7 separate regions of the Mus musculus genome follow, and all the other regions are linked to region 4. Evidence: chromatin contacts called from public Hi-C, promoter capture Hi-C and targeted proximity ligation data. All regions are on one chromosome and are shown on one strand. The core of a region is the stretch at or near the end of the contact, and the rest is flanking DNA. Distances in the headings are between cores, read along the strand shown.

Region 1 (3,374 bases), core at 135-2,634, 390 kb before region 4:
GAGAGACCATCCAGGGTTGTGGAGGGCAGGTAAAGGTCTATCTACAGGGACACTGGTAGTCATGACAAGCCTATCCTATAGTCCCAGCTATGACTCCATTCTGTCCACGCCAGGCCTACATGGAAATTGCTGTCTCCTCCAGCAATTTCCTAAGATGTCAGCAAGACGAAACTGAGCAGGCAGGCAGACAACTCTGTGGTACACCACCAGGGCACCCTCCCCATAGTAGACCACTCAAACGTGACAGCTTGTGTGCAGGGCAGTCTCCAGCTCTTACCTCCAACACAGAGTGTACTTGAGACTTCCAGTGGATGAGGGTCAAGCTCTGGAGCTGAGAGAACCTGGGCGACAGCAAGGCCCGGCTGTAGTTGTGCTCTTGTCCTTACGCTGCCCCCTTCTGGACAGAATCCTCCCCTACTCAACGCGGATGCAGGGAAGACAACAGACAGTAAGATGACAAGGAGCCCTCACCGATTGGGTACGAGCCACTCCAGGCAAGCAAGGAGCTTCTTCTCTCCCTTAAGGTTGCCCTTGCCAGCCCGGCCAACCAGCGAGGGTGACAGGGTCACAGTATGCCAGAGTGAAGGATGGGAGGTGGCTTCGTGCCAGTGACGGCAAACGCGTGCAGCCCTAGGAGAAGAAAAAGTTTGCTGAGAGTGCGTGGCCTTTTGCGGGTAATGCCTACAATGGAGTGTTTTAGGAGCAGCGCAGCGGTCTTAAAGCCTGCCGTCGCCCGTTCTCAGTGCTAGGCTTTGAGCTCTAAGTGAAGACAGGTGCCGGAGCACTTGTGTTCGCCCGATGTGATGCCTGCTCTGCCCTCTGCTCTGCAGCACCCGCTCAGTGCGCCAGTCTCTACCGCGGCAGGCGCTGTTGGTGTACCTGCCAAGAAACGGCATGGGCCCATGAGCCGCAACCAACAACCCGAAAATATGCACCAGGACTTCTAAGGGAATACGGTCTCCCCAACCAGAGTCCAGGCCCTGATCGAGCGACGGCTCCGGTCGGGGTTTGGTCCTGGGCTTGGCGACAGCCGTGGGGCCACGAGCCAGTGACCTCGGAGCGCGGCGACGGGCGCGCCGGTGCGCACGAGCGCGGGGAGGCTCCAGGTCCGGCAGCACGAGCAACATGCTGTCCGCTTGCAGCAGGTGGTACCCAGAGCCGCGAGGTGCCAGGCGGTCCCACCACCAGTCCTCCGCCGAGCGGCCCCGCGCATCGGGCCGCTTGGAGCTTCGAACTCGACGTCTAACTCGCCTAGAGGCCACGGGAGCCATAGCCCCCGGGAGCTGAACTAAAAGCGGAAGGTGGGTGGGCAGAGAGGAAGGGGCGTGGCCCCTTAGCTCACTCCTTTACACTACACTTAGCTTCCGGGGGTGGGACTTCCGCCGCAGTCTAGCGCATTAGCCGGCGTCTTACTACAACCCTTTGGCTGGGGTTTGGCTGCCTTCCGGGCTAAGTGGCGTGCTCCCGGGGCTGGGCGGGCTGCTCCGGCCCCACGCCCCTGATGCACCGCACTCAGCCGAGGAGCCCAGAATCGAATCAAGTCAGCCAGCCACACCTCTTGCCGATCCACGCCGGCTGCCTGAAGTTAGCTGTCATCCAGTCTGGTTTAGCCGCGCCAAGACTTGGTCCTCCGCAAGCATCAAGGACTGGCTCTTTCGCTCATCTTCCTCCCCGGAACCATGCTTTAAGCCAGCTTCTCGCTCCCCCGCTTGCCAGTCTTGTACAGAAGGGTCCCGGTGCAGGCTCCATGGTAGGTGCAGCTCCTGATCTATCCGCCGCCTCCCTCCAGGTGCCTTGGTTTTGCAATCTGGCCACCTCAGACCCTGACTCTGCCCACTCGCATGTTTTTTTGTTTGTTTGTTTGTTTTGTTTTGGTTTGTTTTGGTTTGTTTTTTGTCTCCGTCCAGGTGAAAAAGCTTGACTCTTTTTTTCTCTAGAATAGTTAGAGAAGCTTTGGATCTACGTGGGAAAAGGGCGGACTGTTACCTTCGCTTTGTCCTGGAGGGCCCGCTTTGACCTTTGACCTAATGGCAGCACCTCCGCTGGGCCGACTGGTGCTGACCCATCTGCTGGTGGCCCTTTTCGGCATGGGCTCCTGGGCTGCTGTCAACGGGATCTGGGTAGAGCTGCCGGTAGTGGTGAAAGAGCTCCCGGAGGGTGAGTGAAGTGGGCGGAGGTAGGCTGCTGCTGTTGCTGCTCTTCGTTCCTTAGCCTGGTGCCTTTACACTATCTCCTCCTTCCACTGCAGGTTGGAGCCTCCCTTCCTACCTCTCTGTGCTTGTGGCGCTGGGAAACCTGGGTCTGCTGCTGGTGACTCTGTGGAGGCGTCTGGCTCGCGGCAAGGGCGAGCAAGTCCCCATCCGAGTGGTTCAGGGGCTAGGCATAGTGGGCACAGGCCTACTGGCCTCTCTGTGGAACCACGTGGCCCCAGTGGCAGGAAAGCCGTACTCAGTGGCCTTCCTAACGCTGGCGTTTGTGCTGGCATTGGCCTGCTGTGCTTCTAATGTCACTTTCCTGCCCTTCTTGAGCCACCTCCCACCCCCCTTTTTACGGTCTTTCTTCCTGGGTCAGGGCCTGAGTGCCCTCCTGCCCTGTGTGCTAGCCCTGGGTCAAGGGGTGGGCCGCCTTGAGTGCCTGCATGTGCCTGCCAACAGGACCACTGGGCCTCCGATCGAGGTGTCTCCCATTAATTTCCCTGAACGGTTTTCTGCCACCACGTTCTTCTGGGTGTTGACTGCCCTTCTGGGCACTTCAGCAGCTGCCTTCCAAGGCCTCCTGTTACTACTGCCATCCCCGACATCTGAACCCACAACAGGTACAGGGCTTCGGGTAGAAACACCAGGAACAGAGGAGGAAGAGGAAGAGGAAGAGGCCTCACCTTTGCAGGAGCCACCAGGCCAGGTGGCAGGCATTGTTTCCAGCCCAGACCCTAAGGCCCATCAGCTGTTCTCTTCCCGAAGTGCCTGTCTACTGGGCCTGCTGGCCATCACCAATGCTCTGACCAATGGCGTGCTGCCCGCTGTACAGAGCTTTTCCTGCCTGCCCTATGGGCGCCTGGCCTACCACTTGGCTGTCGTACTGGGTAGCTGTGCCAACCCCCTTGCCTGCTTTCTGGCCATGGCAGTGCTGTGCAGGTGCTCACGGACTCCCAAGCCCCCATGGGGAAGAGCTTGAGGTGGGCCAGGGCCTGGCACAGCCAGTCCTGATCCCAGCCCATCCTTGGCAGGTCTCTGGCAGGGCTGTGTGGTCTGTCTCTGCTGGGCATGCTCTTGGGCTCCTACCTGATGACACTGGCAGCCTTAAGTCCCTGTCCTCCTCTGGTGGGCACCTCTGCAGGTGTGGTCCTCGTGGTAAGTACAATGGGGACATGAAAC
Region 2 (3,050 bases), core at 34-2,533, 410 kb after region 4:
AAAAAAAAAAAAAAAGAAGGTAGCTGAACCACTGATGGAGGAAGGTGGGTGAGGTGGTTTTTTGACGAGGCTCTCAGTAGCCCAGGCTGGCTTCAAACCTACAATTAAGTAAAGCTGATCACAAATTATTCCTACTTATTTATTTATTTTTGGCCTCAAATTTCTGATCCTTTGGCCTCAGCCTCGAGAGCTCTGGAATTACAGGTGTACACTACCATCCCTGGTTTATTTTGGTGCTGGGGACAGAACCCTGGGTTGAGCACGTGATAGGCAAGCTTTCTAGTAACTGAGCCATGACCCAAACCCTGAAGGTTTGGTTTCCTTCAATATTTTTATATTTTTATGTGTATGAATATTTGTCTTCCTGTATATCAGCACATCACATATACGTGTGCACGTTGCCTGTGGAGGCTGGAAGAAGATGTTGAATTCCCTGGAACTGGAGTTAAACATGGTTGTGAGGCCTCACATGGGTGCTGGGAGCTGAACTCAGGTCCTCTGCAAGAGCAAGCCCATCTTGTAACGAGGAGAGACTGAGGGTCATGGAACTGGCATTATTCAAGGTCACGAAGGCACTCGTAGAAACAGGATTGGAGACCTGGTTTCATTCCTGCTTGCTTCCAGGACTCCGGTTCCATTCCTGATCCTGGCCTGCTTCTTTTCTAGCTAGGAAGAGACCTCTGGAGGATTTGTGTGTGCGAGGTTCCCATTGCTTTTAAGAGTCCAGGATGAGAGCGGCCTCATCTGCGCCCACGCAGGGCTGAGTCCAAGGGTACCAGCTTTGGTTCAGGCGCCTGGCTGGGGAGTCTTAACCAAAGCTCCTTTGCTTCAGCCTCTTCCTTCCTTTAGCCTGCTGTGCCAAAGGTCAGCCACTGAAGCATCTAACAACGACCTGCATGCTCCCACCGCCTACAGACTCTGAAAGACCCCCTGTCTGTCCTGCATCACTGTGTGGTCTGCTGAGTTAAAGGAACGCTCCTGGGTTACAGCAGGGAAAAGGCAACAGACACATTCAAATAGATCAAAAACGTAAGCCTGGGTCATCCAGGGACCTAAGAGAAACCAGCTTGGCTCCAAGAAATCCAGGCTGGCCCGTAAAGCAGACAGGCCACGTGATGGGTGTCCCCCAATCTGGCAGTGCTAATGGAGTTACAGGCGCAGTGTTACCCGGGATTGCAAATGCTTGCGGTCCCCACCCATTTCGTGGCAGGAAGTCCAGTGTTTTCCAAGGGTTTTCCAAGAACGCCCAGAAGCCCGCTGGGGCGAGCCGCGCCTCCGGCCCGCGACCGCAGCAGAAGCTCCATCGCGCCCCCTGGAGGCGGCTCTCTGCTGGTTCCTGCCTGCTGATGCAAGAGTAGTGGCCTGCCTCCACCTCTGTTTTGAGACCGTGGTGATACATCACAAGTATCCCTTAACTGATGGAGAAAAGAAACCTTCTGCCTGCTCTGCAAAGCCGTACAGCAAAGCGACTAGGGTTCCCAAAGAGGAACGCCTTCATGCCTTCTTGCTTCTTCTTTTCCTCTAGGGGGCGCGCGCAAGCCCAGGACCGCTTTCCTAGTGAGGAGCTCGGGGTAGCAAAGTCGTACAACGAGCTTTTGTTGTCTAGTTTCAAGCCCCTTTCACGTTCTTGTCCCTTTGATTCCCATCATAGCCGTCCCACAGACAGCACTGTAACTATCTCCATTTCTCAGTCCGCAAAACTGAGGCATAGCGAGTTCACCAAGATGGAACAGCATTGCAAGGCCAGCAGAGCAGATCCAAACGGTTGGCAGCTCGTCTAGGCCCCACCCAAACCCAGAACTTCTGTGGTACCCCAGGCTCCTCCCAACACGGTGTTGGCCTACGCCACTCCAGGGGTCTGTGTTAGGCATGAAGTCGGCTAGGCTGCAGTCTCCACACGCCCAGGCTTTAGGCATTGTCTCTGTTACTCTGGGGGTACCAGCAGGCATTGTTCTTGGCTTATGGCTCTTTTACTTTAAGACACCTAGTACCTGGGTGGGTCTCAGTTCTTCAGTGGAAGAGTCATCTAAGAATAGCTGAGACTCTTGGAAGCAGCAGGAATTCTGCTGTGAACAGCAGCACTAGCGCGTGCTCACTCTTTCCAGCTCTTTCATTCCCCACCCTGCAGATTTTGAATTTACCCAGTCTGCCCTGATAAACACATAAACCCATTTCTTGCAGTAATCTCACTCATGTGTATGCCCCATCCCCCCACCCCCCGCCCCAAGTTCCCCTGTCCTACCAACGGGACCTGGACCAACCACCGTATTCTCTTTCCTCTGGTCATCTCCTTAAAACATAAAATTAAACCGAACCCACGTTTTTAGTAGGGGTTGAAGCTATCAAGGCCAGCAGGACTTCCTCTGGTGAGGCAGTGATGTGACGATGATGCTGGGACTCCGAATGAGCAGCCCCAGCATGGTGGCCGTTGCACCGGGCAGTTCCGACTTCTTTCCTCATGAGATTCTCCCTGGATTCTGAGACTCATTGCTCTCTTAGAGCATGTTTGGCTGTGTCCTTTGTGACTAGCCCCTTCTAGGTTTCTGTAGCATCCCTGCTCTCCAGGGGTCTGCCCACATTTCTCCCTAGCCAGCCCTTCCTTAGCCTTTTACTGTGTGAACAAATGAGACTAGGGGTAGCTTATTTCTGGACCAGTGCATGGTCACTATGTGTGTGACAAGCATCATCACCACCACCATCATCACCATCACCACCACCTCCATGCTAGCAAAAGGTAGGCTTGGGTAGCATCCACAAGGTGTCTTTGATGAGCATCACCAGGAGGTGGCAGCTATGATCACACTGGGCTTCTGCCTCATTGAAACAAAATGATGTGGGTACCAGAGCCTCAGAGGGCTGTCTAGGGAAAGCGGAGCTTATAAAAGAAATGTCACATACATAGACTGATTTAATGAGCCGGAGTGCTAGGCTCCCTGCCCCACGGAGGAAAAGCCTGCATCAGAATGCAGGAATCTGAGCCTGTGCTCAGCCCTTCTGCTGTCCTGTCTCCCACAGGGTGACACTCTCTGACCACATCCTCCAGGCCTGAC
Region 3 (3,081 bases), core at 25-2,524, 380 kb after region 4:
TAGGATGCAATGGGTAAAGCACAGGCGGGATCTGCCTGGTGTCTCTCTCCAGACTTAATAACATGCTGCACAAAACTGAGACAGAGCATCACACTACCAAACTCCGCGGACTTCTCAAGACTGCTCGAGTAACTGATTGAACCCACAAGCTAAGCCACATCCCCTTTCGGGCTCGCTCTCTCTCCAGGAGTTGGCTGGCTTTTCAGTCTGTTCTCCACATGCCGTTCCCCCTTTCCTCATCCCAGTGTAAACCAAAAGGCGCCCTTCTTCTCCGGAGCTTTCCCACCACCAGCTTCCCTCGCTCTCAGCTCGGCCCAACAGCTCTCCTCTGGACAAATCGACCCAAGAACCCTCAACTTCTCAACAAACTGAGCACAGGCTTAAGAAATGGACTGCATCCCGATCCTGTTCAATCCCAACTCCAAAAGGAAAAAAAAAAAAATCCCACTCCCTCGCGCTGCCTCCGGGGCCCCTCCAGCCCCTGCACCCGGCCCCAAGCCCACTCTCCAGCCAGGCCCACCCGGCGCCCGGAGGCCCGAGCCCGCCGCGGCCCTCCGTAACCGGGCGCCCGTCCCGCGCGGTCACCTGCATCCCGCCGTCGGCCGCCTCCTCTGTGCGTGGCCGCTTGCTCAGGCCGGGCTCGGGTCCGTCTGCCCCCGCTCCGGGCACCGGCAACTCCACCTCCGACTCCCGCTTCATGCCCCGGGCGGCAGCGCCGGGCCCGAGCTGAGGCGGCTGCTGCTGCGCCTGGCCGCCTTCCGCCATCCGCCCGCGCCCCCTTCGCCACCGGGAGCCGGGCGACCCGCGACAGGCCACCTCCCCCTGGGCCTCGGTGCCGACAGTCGCGACAGGCGGGCGCGCGCCGGCCCCGCCCCCCGCGTGCGTGTGTGCGTGCGCGTCGGTCCGGAGCCCGGCTTCGGCTTCGGCTTCACTACCGCTCCGACTCAGGTTATGGCTCCGGCTTCGGCTTCGGCCCCGGCTCCGGCTTCTGCTCCGGCTTCGCGCCGGCCGCTCGCTCGCTCTCTCACTCGCACGCGCGTGCGCCGATCCCTCGGTCCCTTGGTCCTTCAGTCCCGCGCTCCCTCACCACTCGCCAGCCGTGCGGGGAAGGGGACGGCCTGGGCTCCCAGCTTGGGGAGGGCTGTTTATTTGGGAGGAGGAGGAGCGCGAGGCCGCAGCGAGCTGACTGGTCGGGATCCTCCGTCCCGCCACTGTGGCAGCGCCGGGAAGGCGGGGAGAGAGAAAGGAGAGAAGGAGGGAGGAACCTGGATGTGTGGGACTCGGGCCGCCCGCGCGAGAGGAGGCTGTAGTGAGGGGGCGTGGCTACGCCCCTCGGCAATCTCCGTCGCCTCCGCGCGGGCCGCCCGCGGGAGGCCGGGAAGGACTCGGAAAAGCTCGGGAAGCTCGGGGATGCTCTGGGAAGCATGGAGAGAGAAGGGGCCGCCTCTTTTAAGGCGGTGGCCGGGGGGCGGAGCTTGAAGGGCAGGAGTTCGGGGGAGCAACTTGGACTAGTTGCACTAGTGAGAAGTGATGACCTGATCTCTCTCATCTGGCTTCCTGGGATTTAGGGAAGCAGAGGGGCGCTCTGCGAGAGGAAGGTCCCTTTGCCTCCTTCCTCTCCAGCCCAAGACCTGGGAAGTCCAGGAGTGATGGCTCCCATATAAACTTTTCTGAGAAATGGTGCTATGAAGCGAATAATTGCATCTCTAATGATGTCAATATTTCTGATGTTGCCAGGCATGGCGGTGGTGCACACCTTTAGTCCTAGGAAGTAGGAAGCAAAGACAGGAGTATCTCTGAGTTCGAAGCCAACCTGGTCTATCTGCATAGTGAGTTCCAGGATAGCCCTACACAGAAAAACTGTCTCTAATAATAGTAATAAATAACGCCTGGTGTTTTTTTAAGAGCTTTACGTTTACATAGGGCATTTACGGAACCATTTTGAGCCTGACAGTAGAAAACATGGTTTTAATCCAATGGATGGACCTGAATTTGTTCAAGTCCTGAAGCAGAAATATGTGGCCAGTCAAGATGGCAATCTCTTGGTTTTACTCCTTGCTGCCTGAATAGCCCTTCCTAGCTTATCAGCTTTGTGCAGTTAGGTCTGTCCGGTAGGTTTTCTCCACCTGATTGTAAATAGAAACTGCTTCTGCCTCTCAGGGTTCCATACTGTGACATGGAAAGGGATATTGTGCAATAACCTAGCTTCTAGCCTTACCCTTGCTTGCTACTTTAAACAAGTGAGTTTTTCTCTTTGGATCCCAACTGCAGTATCTGAAATAATCCTTTGGATCAGTGGTTCCCAGCCAAGAAAAAGTTTCAGACCCTTTCAGCATCTCCCACTTCCGTATTTGTCATATGGTAAATTTTGTTCTTCACAAATGGAGACTATACTGGCATTTACTGAATAGAAGCTTTGAATGTTATTCAGAACTCTACAGTGCAGAGAACAATCCCTGCAAGAGAGACTTGTCCAAACCAGAATGCCAATAGTTCAGAGATTGAGAAACCCCAGGTCAGGTGATGTCTAAGGTTACTTGCAACCAGTCTGTGACTTGACCTTTGAACTTGAGTTAAGCACCTAAAAATGGACAGAGGGATGAAGATCTCTGCTTCAGAGCCAGACGAGTCCCAGGGAGGCTTGACCACTCCTGCCCATGTAATGCCGGACCACTGGTGGTTAAGAGAGGGAATAGAAGGGCTTGCAGGCTAGTTGGAAAAGACTGCACAACTTGCCTTGGAGCTGGGTTTTCCTACTGAGTATTTGTATGTTTGTAGGTTGCAATAGCTTAGCCATTTACAAGCCTTGACACCTTATGGGAGGGAGTTAATTAACGGCTCTTGTCCCTCAGCTTAGCTCTGACACCTAAAATTAGCATAATAATACTATTTTTAAAATAATTATTATGAAGATCAAGTGAGTTATCAACATTAAGAACTTTGATCATGTTATGACTTGAATCGAAAAAGTCCCCCAGAGGCTCATACGGTAACAGCTGACAGACTTAGGGCAAGTGTTTGGATCCTGAGAACTTAATTGCTGAGCCCAGTCACATTAGTGCACTGACTGATTCATGATTG
Region 4 (3,086 bases), core at 362-2,861:
AAAGAATACAAGCTGGTGGTCAATCTGACCAGGAATGCAAACAGCTAAAAGACAAACGCAGAGGTGGAAATTGAAACATCTGTATGGCAAGAAAGCCCCAGGGACTGGTCACCTATATGGTGGTAAGGTGGCTTATTAGCTCTAACCTGTTAGTCCCATTCCACTTCTCTGTGTCCCCTACAAGGAAATCCCCAGTGTGCAAAATATCAGAACTAATGTCCACCCAGCTTTAAGTATCTCTATAGTGGAGCTCAGGGGAACCTTCCTTTTATGTTAGTGACAGGAATGTCCACACGCATTAGTAGGAGTGCCTGATTCCAATCATTCTAGAGAGCTCCACAGGAAACTGCTTCTAGTGTCACTATGCATTCACTATGTCAGGATGCTAGGCAGAGTAACATTTAAAAGAACTACTGTGGGCTGGGGAGATGGGCCAGTGGGCATGACATCCAATGTCCTTCTCTGGCCTTAGAGAATACAGCTGTGCCCATACTTCATCGCCCACATACAAGGGAGCTATTATTGTATACAATTTTCCTGTGTGTGCGTGCGTACCTACACATCAGCAAGCACATAGAGGCCAGCAGACAACCTTAGGTGTTATTCCTTAGAAACCTTTCACCATTGGGGGGGGGGGGGGCGGGGGCGGGGAAATACGGTCTCTTACTGGCCTGGAACTCACCAAGTAAGCTACTAAGCGGCAGAGATGGGGATGGCAGCACTCATCAGCACATCCAGATTCAGGTGTCTAACTGAGCCATACATGTGGAGGCTGGAGGGATGGCTCAGCGGTTAAGAGCACACGTTTTTTTCCCCCGTCTAGGACCCACACTTGATTCCCAGCACCCACATGGCGGCTCACAGCCAATTCCAGGGAACCCGATGCCCTCTTCTGGCCTCCGTTGGCACCAGGCATGCACATGATATACAGTACAGATACACACGCAGGCAAAGCACATAAATACATATAAAAAAATTAAACAAGAAAATGCCACGTTAGAGAAGTTGTCATCCATTAAAAGGGGCCTTTGCAAAGTAACAAGAGAGCAACAGCAGAAAAATAAAACAAATCCAAGAAGAAGCTGGGCTAATGGGGAGCAGAGCGGAGCACCTTCAGTTTGACAAGAAATGTCCTTCGCTGCTGAGGATGCATGGGACTTAAAATGCTGTATGGTGGCCCTGACTGTAGTCCGGGTTATGGGAGAGGATCGTGCGAACCCAGGACTTCCAGGGCAGTCTGGGACGCGGTTATTTCACCAGACAAAACCTCATCCACTGCCCAAGCCAAACCAAATTAACCAACCAGTAGGAAACCGTATGCACATCAGAACCGTCTGAACTCCGGACCGGGCTAGCGGGAGCCACCGCGAAGGGTCCCGGGGAGGGGCCTGGAGGGTTCGAGGGACCGGAGGGTGCAGCCTGGGTCAGCAGCCCGGCCGCAGCCATCCATCGGGGGGAAGGGCTGGCATACGCGAGGGCGCGGAGCTTTGGGTGCGGATGAAGGAGAGGGTCCCGCGCAGCCGACAGAGCGCCACTCACCATCTGCCGCAACCTCTCGCCCTGTGGCGGCAGCTTCGGCTCCCTAAGACAAAGGGGCCGTCCCGCCCCGTCTGCGCAGTCGTCAATCTCAGGGGACCCCGCCCCTAGGTCCCCACCCCCAACCCCCACCCCAAGTCCCGGACCGGGACGCGGGAGGATCGGATGGCCGTCCGCCTCCAGCTCTTCTTGCAGGACTTGATGCCCTGCGCCCCGGGGCCACCGAGAGCGTAGGCCTCCGCTGTGCCTAGAGAGACCGCGTGCTGACCCGGACCGCGCCTGCTCTTTGAGGCTGTAGCGGAAGCGGCGGCCGCAGTCCCTACAAATCCGAGTGCCTCCCGGCCTCGCCCCCTCCCTGCCGCCCCTCTTCTCCCGAGGGCCTTCGGTCACTTCCGCCAAGATCTGTGCTTGCCCTCTAGCGATTTCCCTGGTGGCCAGGCAGCCTGGACCACTGGTCTCGAGACCCATCAGGCTGACTCGGGCTGCTTGGGTTTAGTTTACAGTGTAGTGTGTGTTCAACTTCTTAAGGGACGGCCAGTCTGTCTTGTGTCCTCATCAACACATTCCCTAGACTAGCAGTGTATGACAGTTCCAATTGTTGTTTGTATTTGCCCACACTTGGTGTAAGCAGGCTTTTAGAAATTTAGTTATTCGGGGCTGGAGAGAGGCTCAGCGGTTAAGAGCATTAACTGCTCTTCTAGAGGTCCTGAGTTCAATTCCCAGCAACCTCATGGTGGCTCACAACCATCTGTAATGGGATCTGATGCCCTCTGCTGGTGTGTCTGAAGACAACTACAGTGTACTCACATACATGAAATAAATCTTTAAAAAAAATTGAGTTATTCCAGGGCTAGAGGAATGTACAACAGACTGGGTGTTTGACAAACGTGCACGAGGCTGAGTTTAATCACTCGTATCCATGTGAAAAGGCTGGGTGTAATAGTGCTTGCTTAGAACCCCAGCACAGGGGAGGCGGAACAAGGCCGAGCTGTGTAGGGCTCTCTGGCCAGCCAGTCTAGAGTCACTGGCAAGCTTCAGGTTCTGACCTGTTGAGAAGCCCTTTCAAAAGATAAAACAACAAAATACCGTGGTGCGCAGCTCCTCAGACTGACCCTTAGTGGCCCTGTATGCACACATATTCTCTGCTGGAAATTAAAGTCAGGGACTCTAGTATAAGCATATAGTATCTCAGTAGCACTCGATCCTACCCTCCGTTATGGCTTCAATTTTTATTTCTCTAATTGTAGTGGTTACGTGTCTTCTGTTACAAAATACTGGCAGAGGCAGAGGAGGCAGAGGCAGAGTCAGAGGGCCAATCTCTGTGAGTTTGGGGCCAGCCTGGTCTATAGAACAAATTCCAGGACAGCTGAGGCTACACACAAAGCATGGGGCTGGAGGAGGAAATGTCTGGGAGATAGGGAGCAAGAACAGCTCTTGTGGATCAGGGTGATGGAGCCTCCAGGTTTTTGTTCTTGGATTTTTAAAGTGTGTGTGCCCCAGAGGGGGCCAGGTTTTTTTGTTTTTGTTTTTTCGAGACAGGATTTCTCTGT
Region 5 (3,510 bases), core at 654-3,153, 320 kb before region 4:
TTTAAAATTCTTGCTTTCTACCAGTCACAGCTCCAATTCTTTGCTGCTCTCTGGACAGGTCTTCTTCCAACCAGCTATCTGATCCTCTGCTACCAATTCTCCACAGGACTCAACCATCCCCAATGCCTCTGTCCCTGCACCACTTTGTCACAGTCATTTAAGACTCAAGAGTAGAGCCACAGGGCCCACTTCCAAAATGTTATCCTCCCAGCCACATTTCTCCCAACTCTTAGGTGACTGTCTGCTCCTGTCACCTCACTTCTATACCCCCAACAGCCATCTCCACCTCAGGGAATAGTGACAGCATCCCTGTAACTGCTAAGACCAAATCCAGACCTGTTGCCCAGAACAGTGACAGATTCTTGGCATTACCTTGAGCTCCTTTCAAACTCCACCTCTATCAATCCTGAACTGTCATAGCTGCACTGGTCCAGGCCACCATCTTGCCTAATGGCTACAGCCACTTCTTGACCATCTTTCTTGGACCTCTCTCCAACATAAGTTGGGTAAGATTATTTCATTGCCAAAACTTCCTGCTTGGAGAGTGTGTTGTGGAGGCCCTGCCCTGTTACTTCTTACCCGTTCTTTCCCTTCCTTCCTCCTTCCCTTAGCCTCTACCACAAAAACTTAACTTTCCTTGAAACCCCTTTGCCTAACTCCCACATACTTCCCCCACACTTCCTTGTCTATTTAAAACACATCTTCTATGAAGGTGAGATTTCCCTGTCCAGTTCTGCCACCCCAGTAAACTGCATGTTGGCAGTAATGCACAGCCATCAAAAGCACTTGTTGCTCTTACAGAGGACCCACTTGATGGCACAACTATCCATAATGCTGACCTCCATGGACACCAAGAATGCATATGGTGTACATACATATATACAAGCAAACACAAATGAATATGAATAAGTCTAATTTTTTAAAAAAAGCATCTGCCTTCTTGGCTTTTTTGCTTTGTTTTTAGACAAGAGGTTCACTATGTAGCCCTAGATGGCTTGGAAATAGTTTAAACTGGAACACCCAGAAATCTGTCTGCTTCCACCTGGGATTAATGGATCGAACTGGGATTAAAGAGCCACGGAAATTGCCTTTTTTTTGGGGGGAGGGGGGGAGGGCTTCCTGAACCGCTTGCTGTCTCTCTAGCAACCAAAACACCCCCGTTATCAATGTACTGATGAATTCATTCCACATTACTACATCTACTGACAATAGTCTGTCCCCGAGAAACATCCAGCCTTGCTCCTTTAGGAAGAAACGTTCTTCCACAACAAATCTGCTCAATCTCAGAAAGAGCTCTGGTTGTTTTGTACAGAAACACCCAGTCTCCTTCATTGGGTCTTACTCCTAGAGAGACACTGTGGCCGTCTGTGTGTGGCAGTATTGACTTCCTAAAGAATCATCGCCCTCAAGGGTTCACTGGCTTGTCTTTGCTGCTAAGCTCGTGGAAGGTGTGCAACAATCTCCTGAAAATCGATCTCCAAAGAACAAGCAGTAGACCGCGGGCAGAGGTGTCCGGGCAGGGTAGGATGAGGCCAAACAACGAGGCAGCGATGAACTGGCTCTGGGGCCCAAAGACCCTTGGCAAACCTCAGCTCCTGCACTGGGGAACCTGCCGAATGACTGCGGCACTGCCTCGACACGGCCTACCTCGGCGTCGCGGTTCAGGCGGTACACATAGAGCTGCGAGGTGCCGGCCACCACGAGGTTGCGCTCACTGTTGTTGAAGAAGTTGCAGTACATGGTAAACTCCAGCCCGGTGGGCGGGTGCGCCTGCTTGTACACCGCGTACATGTCGCCGCCACTGTCACGCCGGAGCCGCCGACTCGGGGGACAGGGACGGCAGCGGACTCGGTCCGGCCGCGCGCGCCAACCCAGCCACCGGGTTCCGAAGTACTGCGCCTGCGCTTCCTGCCCGGACCGCCTTCTAAGAGGACCAGGTGGTTGAGAAGCAGGGTTCCGGGCCGCTTCGCATCTGCGCCTGCGCGCCGTGGCTGCGAGCGAAGAGCGGCCCCTAGTGGCCTAGCTTGATAAGAACTGACGAGCAAGCGTGGTGGCACATGCCTTTTATCCCAGCACTTGAGAGAGGCAGGCATATTTCTGAGTTCAAGGCCAGCCTGGTCTACAGAGTGAGTTCCAGGACAGCCAGGGCTACACAGAGAAACCCCGTCTCGAAAAAAAAAAACAAGAAAGAAAGAAAGAAAAAAAAAAAGGACTGATGAGCCTCGTCACAGAGCTGGAGGGTGCTGGACCTCTGCTTCCTTCTGTTCTGTACCCTTCAAGACTTGCCTCATTAGCTAAATCCCAGAAAATAAAACAAGGGTATATAGGCTTGGAAAAGGATACAGAAACATGCAATATCGCCACCCCACTCTGTAGATGAGGTGATGTGGTAGATCACCCCTGTATCACACTAAAGATCTCTTTTTAATTGACTCTAGCTGCATATGTATCAAAAGGTGGCCTAGTTGGCCATCACTGCAAAGAGAGGCCCATTGGACTTGCAAACTTTATATGCCCCAGTACAGGGGAACCCCAGGGCCAAAACGGGAGAGTGGGTGGGTAGTGGATTGGGGGGGTGGGTATGGCGGACTTTTGGGATAGCATTGAAAATGTAAACGAGGAAAATACCTAATAAAAATAAAATAAAATTTAAAAAAAAAGATCTCTTTTAAAAAGTATTTTGTTGGCTGGGCAGTGGTGGTGTAAGCCTTTAATCCCAACACTTGGGAGGCAGAGGCAGAGGCAGGCAGATTTCTGAGTTTGAGGCCAGCCTGGTCTACAAAGTGAGTTCCAGGACAGCCATGGTTATACAGAGAAAACTTTTCTTAAAAAAAAACAAAAACAAAAACAAAAAACAAAAACAAGCAAGCAAAAGAAATTATTTTTTTTTCTTTTTCTTGATTTTTGAGATGAGGTCTCAACTACATAGCCCTGGCTGTCCTGAAACTCTGTAGACCCAACTAGCCTCGAATTCAGAGTCTACCTCCCAAGCCCTGGGACGAAAGCTGCCCAGACATGCTGGCACATATATACATAATTTTTTAAATATTTATTTTATGTATATGATACACTATAGCTGTACAGATAGTTGTGAACCATCATGTGGTTGCTGGGAATTGAACCCAGAACCTCTGCTTACTCCAGCCCCAGAGATTTACTTATTATTATATGTAAGTACTCTGTAGCTGTCTTCAGACGCACCAGAAGATGGAGTCAGACCTCATTACGGATGGTTGTGAGCCACCACCTGGTCGCTGGGATTTGAATGCACGATCTTCAGAAGAGCAGCCAGTGCTCTTAACTGCTGAGTAATGTCTCACCAGTCCTACATAATTTTTAAAATAAAAATCTTTCTGGGCTACACAGAGAAATCCTGTCTCAAAAAAAAAAATCTTGAAAAACAATACTCTTAAAATCTGTGACATCGGGCTGGTGAGATGGCTCAGTGGGTAAGAGCATCTGACTGCTCTTCCAAAGGTCCGGAGTTCAAATCCCAGCAACCACATGGTA
Region 6 (3,080 bases), core at 102-2,601, 350 kb before region 4:
GGCTAAATAAGTATTCTGGAGTTGCTGGGCTACTTGGTTGCCCTGACTTTCCAACAGGTTCCTGGTAGCTCCCAGCTAGGTCTCCCTGGTTCGGGTGTGACCTCACAGGGCTGAGGACTTTGATCTGTTCCCTACTGTATATCTGGACCTAATTGCCACAATCTCTCTCCCCTGTGCTTTATAAGTAGCCCAGTCTCGGAACACCCATTTCTGCCTTTTCATCCTGGGCTCTGTGCACCCTGAATCCATTTTGTCCCTGACACATTGCTTTCCAGTTGCGCCCAGACATCTCAGCTACACGTACTTCCTAGGCTTGCAAGGACGTCCAGAATGAATGAACTGGAAGGAGGCCATTGCCTGACATCGTCTGGCTCACAGACTTTTGTGACCCCCTCATACAGCCACTCTGCCACCTTCCAGGCACTCCAAAGCCAATTGGGGACATGACATTATCTTAGAGCCTGCTTAGAGCCATGTTCAACCAGAAGGCAGCTTGCCAGTTCCAGTGGGTGGGTGGGGGGAGGCTCAGGTGACCTCAAAGAACCCAATGGTCAACATTAGGACAGTTGCTGAGAAGAGCACCCGTGGCTAGGGAAGCAGGAACTTCAGGGGAGTTCTGAGGAACCAGGTAGTAAGGACCCCTCCAGAGGAGGATTTGCAGAAGGATTGGGTATCACAGAGAGTGAAGAGTAGGGGGACAAAGAACCAGGACTCTTCACAGAGAAACCCTGTCTTAGAAAAAAAAAGAAAAGAAAAAACAAAACAAAACAAAACAAACCAACCAACCAACCAAACAAACAAACAAAAAAGAACCTGGACTCTAACTGACATAGTTGGCAAGAAAGCGAGGGTGTCTCTAGCTTTGGTGGCTGTCTCAACAGGTGTTGCCAAACTGCCTGTGCGAGCGAATACTGAGAGTTGTGAAAATGACCAAGTGTCAGCTTTGAGTTACACTGTCACTTTTCAGAAAGGAACGAGAGCCCGACAAAATTAAAGAGCCAATTCAAGGGTCTGGGAATATGGCTGAGTGGGTAAAAGGGCTACCCTAGGAAGCCAAGTTCCTGGAACAATGTAAAAAGCACTTCTAGAGTGAAATAGGAGTGGGAAGAGGAAAATTGCCCGCAAACTTAGCCTGGCTTGCACAGGGCAACAGAAATAAAACAGACGGTGGAAAGCAAGCACCAACCGACTCTTGAAAATTGCTCCATAACATTCACATACAATAAACAAAGGAAAACACTTGGTAAAGACTCATCACTTGGTGTCTCCCATGAGGCTATGCCCCGGGCGACCTCAAGGGGCCGCTGCACGCCGAGGCGGTCACGTCACGTTTTGGGGGCGTGGCCCTTCCACTCTACCCAGGTCTGTGTGGCGCGTGTGGGCCGGTGCGCAAGCGCATTGCCTACTCTTTCGCGGGGTCGTCTGGGCACCAGGGACGTCTGCGGCGAAACCGGGAAGAGAGCACTGCCGGGGACATGTGGCGGCCGGTGAGGACCCCGCCCCCGCACGCCCTGGTCCCTGACTCTGCGCTCCGCATCCCTGCGTTGGGATCTCTCTCTGTACCCGGAGGTTCTGGATCCAGTCCAGGCCCGGGCCCTGCCCATCGACCCCAAAGCTTTGGAGAACTCTGATTCCCGCTTCCTCTTTTTTTCCCCAGAGCCTTTGGGAAGACTCAGCATTATTTAACCTCACCCCAGGGTCCTCTTCCTTCTGCCTCTGTCCTCAGCGCATCCCTCGGGTCTCCCCGGGAAGCTGCTCTGTCCTCTCTATCAGCTTCTGGAAGGGAGACAACCCCATGATTCCCGCTGGGTTAGCATGCCCTCACTCCCTTAGCCCCTTGTTCTGGCCCTGGGGGTGTCCTTGCCTATTCCCTGCCCTTGGAGTATGGCCCTTCTTCAGTTGTGTTGTTTTTAAACTTCTGCGAAGTTGTTTTTCTAGTACATCTGGCCTTGTAGGTTTAGATAATGAGAGGCCAGGAGGTGGGTTAACGTTTGGCTTGCAGTGTACAGCCCTGCTGGGTGTGTGCTTTCTGATGGGAGTCCTGTTGCTCAGAGACAAGTTGCCTTTTACACAGACAGCACTTTACTGTAGCAAAAACTTTTCCACATATCCGTATTACTTGTCACTTACACCTCTAGACAGCCCTGGGAGTTTGTTTTGTTTTGTTTTGTTTGAGATAGGGTTTCTCTTGTTTTTGGACAGCCCTGGCTGGCCTGGAACTAGCTCTGTAGAGCTGGCTGGCCTCCAACTCAGAGATCCTCTGCTGGGATCAAAGCCATATGCTACCACTGCCTGGCTAGAAAGGCAAGGGTTTTTTTGTTTGTTTGTCTTAGTTTTTTTTGTTTTTGGCTCCTTGCTTACCCCCCTCCAAGGTTGGGGTATTTGGTTTTAGCTCTGGCTGTCCTGGAACTCACTCTGTAGAGCATACTGGCCTCGAACTCACAGAAATCTGCTTGCCTCTGCCACCCTAGTGCTGGGATTAAAGCTGTGTACCACCACCACCCTACCAGAAAGGGGAGTTTTAACCTCTGATTAGGAATTACTGCACAGTACAGTGGAGTCCTTGCAGGTTCCCAATAACAACGTCCACTTCCTCTAGCTCAAATCTCTAGGCTGTTACCTACTAACTTTGGGAGATGGTCTGTGGCTTAGTTTCCTGTTGAGCTGCCTTGGGCTGTCTATCAAAGGTCATAATCTAGTCATCTTTTCTAGGGCTCTATCCTGAGTCTTGGCAGTCTTCATGGTGCAGGCTGCTGGCTTGTATGGATGTCTCTCTTTTGCCAGCTGTGTCTTCTCCTTAGAGCAGGTGTTTGCTGCTTTATGAAACCACTGGAGAGAAGTCTAGTTGAATGTTTTTTTTCTTCTTTCTTTCTTTCTTTTTTTTTTTTTTTTTTTGGTTTTTCGAGACAGGGTTTCTCAGTATAGCCCTGGCTGTCCTGAAACTCACTCAGTAGACCAGGCTGGCCTCGAACTTAGAAATCCACCTGCCTCTGCCTCCCAAGTGCTGGGATCAAAGGCGTGCGCCACCACTGCCTGGCAAAATATTATTTATTTACTTTTATGAGTACACTGTAGCTGTC
Region 7 (3,111 bases), core at 588-3,087, 290 kb after region 4:
CTCTGTTCCTCGCAGGATCGGGGTCAGAATTCCACCTCCGACTCCTACAACGGTGGGACTCACATCAACTTGATTTGGTCTCACAGTCAGTCAGCCCATGCTCTGTCATCACTTTAGTGTCCTGCCCCACACATCTAATTGTTCCTTTGTGCAGCAGGGAGTGAAGTCACACAGAGACAGACACTGCCTTGAGAGAGGGCAAGATATGCACTGTCCCGCCACCTAAGAGCAAATGAATATATGGGTGCTTCAACTCTTGAGGGCCAAGAGCCAAGATTGAGTCTTTTTAACACTCCCTTTCAGCTCCCACTTCTGTAAATTGGAAACGCCACCTAACACAGTTAATATATGTAGCTATAACAAAAGTTAAACAAACAACAAAGTCTATGTGAATAATTACTATGGTGTCTATCACCCGAAAGTACTCGATAATAAAATCAATTATAGAAACTGTGCACCCAGTTTTTATGTCACCTAACCAGCAGGTTGGCCTCCGTGTCGAAAAGCCGGTGATAAAAGCAATTTACTGGACCAAGCTGCTCATAACCACATCCTAGATGACCCAACCCAGTTTGCTCAGGTCCAGGGGGATACTGGGTACTACTGGTATGCTCTTCAATTTATTTTCCTATTTTCCAAGTCACTTTTGACCTCAAACATGCTAAAAGAACTGCCTCTCCAACTTTCCATTCCCTCCTCTACCACCATCTGTATTTATCATCTTAATTATGACACTTCTAAGTCACCCTGAATTACTATTGCCCAGTGAAGCACTAATAATCTTCCTAAGTGTATCATGAAAACTTAAGATTGACATAGAATTACAGGGGAACTTGATACTCTCACAGAATACTAGGAAGCTATTAAATAAAATCTGTAGTTAATAACATGAAAAGAAATTTCCGGTAGAGTAGACTTGAGCTGGAAGTCTATTTCAATACAACTGACATTCAGGGAAAATTTTTTTTAAATGTGCATATACACAGAGCAGCTGCATACAAACAAGACCAGAACAATGAATAGAAACATTGAACATGCTAGGGGAAGTTTTATTTTATCTTTTGATCTATTATGTACTATATATTTTCTTTGATGGATGTGTACTGCTTTTAAAGACTTTAAACTATTAATTCAATGACTCAGCAACTAGCACATGGCTGTGAATCACAAGGACAGGGCTCAGAGTTCTCCCACCACCTACCATACACAACTGACAAATGAGTACATGTTTCTAGGCTTGGAATCTGTGACTGGAAAGTGAAGGGGAAACTCCTGGCTGAGTACTTGGCAGTGCCCTCCAATAAAGATCAGCCTGTGTTCTGCTATCCCTTCTCCAACAATGGCTGTCCCTCGGTGAGTGTGAACCAGAATGCCCTGGAGAGCATGCTGGAATGGGTTGCTGGACCACATCCTCTTAATTTCTGGTTCAGTAAGCCTGGGAGGCAGGAAGACCATAAGCTCCCAGGTGGTGCTGAAACTGCTGGCCCAAAAGCCACCCACCAAAGACCATTTGACACACAGACTATAAGGGCCTTTTTAGATCACTGTTATTTCAGGGCTACTTCCTTACTGGATATGAAATAATGTCTATAACAGATCTAAATAACAGATCTACAGTGTAGGATAAAACACCTCAGGACACTCTAAGAACTGGGTTTCTACTAAAGTGGGCAAGAAACAAAGCCAAATTCTAATGTGGGTAAAAAACATCTGAGAATGTTAAGGCAGATCAAAGAAAATGCAACTTGTCCAGGGCAAGCAGCTCTGTGCCCCAGTAATAAGTTCACTACAGGCCACTGGCTACATGCTTTGCTCTGGGTGCCCTCTGCTGACAGAACTCACAGAGCCATCTCACCTTTGCTCCTCCCTTTCCTCCTCCTACCCAGGAGATTTAAGAGTCCACAGTAGATGACTCAGATTGCAAAAGGGTTTCCAGTTAAGAAATTTTCTTCAGCCCACAGTGAGCAGCAGAGTTCTCCTGGCAGCTTTCTTAGGCCCTTTCCATATGTATGGCCCAGCCTTATCTTGTCTCCACATACATTAACTGACCAGCATGTGGTGGGATGGCTTTGTGAGTGCTAAGGCAAACTTCAAACGTGACACAGGAGAAAAACTGTTCTCCTAAAGGGCCCAGTATAATGTGAAATGTTGCTAGTTATCTTGAGCACCTCTATTGGAGAGAACTGTACCAGCACTATTCTAGCTAAAAGCAAGAGCTACAAATTGTCTTCATGTCTACCTTCTCCAGTTCTTCATTTGAGAAAACTAATGGGCCCCAATGTCAAATGACAAATATGAGCCATGAGAATCAGCAACAAACCCAAGATTCAAGGTCTTTTTGTTATTTAGAACATCCCCCTTTTGTTAGAGAGGGTCTCACTATATGGCTCTGTCTGGCTAGAACTCGGAGAACTCACACACACACACACACACACACACACACACACCTGCCTCTGCTTTCCCGAGTGCTGGAATTCAAGACCTAAGCAGAACACTTCTTTCATGCAGCCTGATGTCTTTGATAAGACAACCACATCTTAACCGCCTCTATAAATGGGGATAAGAAGAACTAGCAAACGTGTAGCTATCTCACAGTGGTGGGGCTGACTTTTTCTAACATCATGACTAAGCTTTTCTTAACAATGATCTTTCACTGATAGCAATCTGTTTAATTATTTCTCACAGGCCCAAAAGCTAAGCTGCATGGGTTTTTAAAAAGAAATATCTAAATTAGGGGTCAGTTAGCTATGGTCTATGGGCCATATCAGCTTGTCATCGCTCTGTCTTTGTCTCTCTCTCCTTCCTCTTCCCTCCCTTCCCCTTTCCCAGGTGTTCTTGTGTACATATGAATATCTATATGTATAGAGACCCAAGGGCTACCTTGCTTTTTAAGACAGTGTCTCACTGGGACCTAGGGTTTGCCAATTAAGTTAGGCGGGCTGTCCAGCAAAGCCCAGAGATCTCCCTGTCTCTGCTCCCTGGCGGTGAGACCGAAGAAAGTCTACCCTGTCCAGCTTTTCCATGTCTGTGGGAGATCAAACTAGGGTCCCTGGGCTTGTGCACCAAGTATTTTGTCAGCTGAGCCAGCTCCCCTACCCCAGTCTTGTATTC

Evidence for each region. Promoter capture Hi-C pulls out the DNA fragments that hold promoters and counts their contacts. Hi-C and Micro-C count contacts between places; a contact is called where the count stands out from the background.
Region 1: a contact with region 4 is called in a targeted proximity ligation map of microglia, with 11 times the contacts expected there. A contact is called at or near these places in 20 of 39 promoter capture datasets (the 3T3-L1 cell line, 3T3-L1-derived adipocytes, the C10 cell line and 13 more), 89 of 484 Hi-C or Micro-C datasets (the AtT-20 cell line, B cells, the Ba/F3 cell line and 44 more), 31 of 130 datasets of targeted methods (CD8 T cells, the G1E-ER4 cell line, the HPC-7 cell line and 14 more) and 5 of 9 other capture datasets (adipose tissue, embryonic stem cells, liver and 2 more).
Region 2: a contact with region 4 is called in a targeted proximity ligation map of embryonic stem cells, with 2.9 times the contacts expected there. A contact is called at or near these places in 5 of 39 promoter capture datasets (the 3T3-L1 cell line, cranial neural crest, embryonic stem cells and 2 more), 1 of 484 Hi-C or Micro-C datasets (embryonic stem cells), 12 of 130 datasets of targeted methods (T-cell acute lymphoblastic leukemia, embryonic basal ganglia, embryonic forebrain and 6 more) and 1 of 9 other capture datasets (adipose tissue).
Region 3: a contact with region 4 is called in a targeted proximity ligation map of the NIH/3T3 cell line, with 5 read pairs. A contact is called at or near these places in 1 of 39 promoter capture datasets (cranial neural crest), 1 of 484 Hi-C or Micro-C datasets (palatal mesenchyme) and 5 of 130 datasets of targeted methods (the NIH/3T3 cell line, astrocytes, extraembryonic endoderm stem cells and 1 more).
Region 5: a targeted proximity ligation map of the SCID.adh cell line shows a contact between it and region 4, with 17 read pairs. A contact is called at or near these places in 10 of 39 promoter capture datasets (the C10 cell line, the HPC-7 cell line, HPC-7-derived erythroid cells and 7 more), 1 of 484 Hi-C or Micro-C datasets (embryonic stem cells), 13 of 130 datasets of targeted methods (the SCID.adh cell line, embryonic hindbrain, embryonic stem cells and 4 more) and 4 of 9 other capture datasets (adipose tissue, liver, macrophages and 1 more).
Region 6: a contact with region 4 is called in a promoter capture Hi-C map of pre-B cells, with 6 times the contacts expected there. A contact is called at or near these places in 11 of 39 promoter capture datasets (3T3-L1-derived adipocytes, the C10 cell line, the HPC-7 cell line and 6 more), 8 of 130 datasets of targeted methods (the SCID.adh cell line, bone marrow-derived macrophages, embryonic stem cells and 3 more) and 3 of 9 other capture datasets (adipose tissue, embryonic stem cells and liver).
Region 7: a Hi-C map of the N1E-115 cell line shows a contact between it and region 4, with 4 times the contacts expected there. A contact is called at or near these places in 8 of 39 promoter capture datasets (the 3T3-L1 cell line, 3T3-L1-derived adipocytes, cranial neural crest and 4 more), 1 of 484 Hi-C or Micro-C datasets (the N1E-115 cell line), 1 of 130 datasets of targeted methods (epiblast stem cells) and 1 of 9 other capture datasets (adipose tissue).

The regions. Positions count from the first base shown.
Region 1 is chr15:76,537,446-76,540,819 of GRCm38.p6, forward strand. It overlaps Slc52a2 (solute carrier protein 52, member 2), which reads left to right and starts at 1,385. Exons shown (of 5, transcript NM_029643.4): 1 at 1,385-1,750; 2 at 1,938-2,157; 3 at 2,249-3,134; 4 at 3,227-3,350. The coding sequence starts at 2,028. It overlaps Fbxl6 (F-box and leucine-rich repeat protein 6), which reads right to left and starts at 1,301. Exons shown (of 9, transcript NM_013909.2): 1 at 880-1,301; 2 at 472-630; 3 at 278-341. The coding sequence starts at 1,271.
Region 2 is chr15:77,335,323-77,338,372 of GRCm38.p6, forward strand. No RefSeq gene overlaps it. Among named protein-coding and RNA genes, the nearest start is that of Gm41352, 23 kb to the left of the region's middle.
Region 3 is chr15:77,305,779-77,308,859 of GRCm38.p6, forward strand. It overlaps Rbfox2 (RNA binding protein, fox-1 homolog (C. elegans) 2), which reads right to left and starts at 1,275. Exons shown (of 14, transcript NM_053104.6): 1 at 586-1,275. The coding sequence starts at 765.
Region 4 is chr15:76,923,837-76,926,922 of GRCm38.p6, forward strand. Zfp647 (zinc finger protein 647) reads right to left here and starts at 1,612. Exons shown (of 5, transcript NM_172817.3): 1 at 1,540-1,612.
Region 5 is chr15:76,605,688-76,609,197 of GRCm38.p6, forward strand. Cpsf1 (cleavage and polyadenylation specific factor 1) reads right to left here and starts at 1,904. Exons shown (of 37, transcript NM_053193.2): 1 at 1,648-1,904. The coding sequence starts at 1,791.
Region 6 is chr15:76,575,008-76,578,087 of GRCm38.p6, forward strand. It overlaps Adck5 (aarF domain containing kinase 5), which reads left to right and starts at 1,352. Exons shown (of 15, transcript NM_172960.3): 1 at 1,352-1,487. The coding sequence starts at 1,476.
Region 7 is chr15:77,218,459-77,221,569 of GRCm38.p6, forward strand. The region is part of intron 2 of Rbfox2 (RNA binding protein, fox-1 homolog (C. elegans) 2); the gene reads right to left. Among named protein-coding and RNA genes, the nearest start is that of Rbfox2, 87 kb to the right of the region's middle.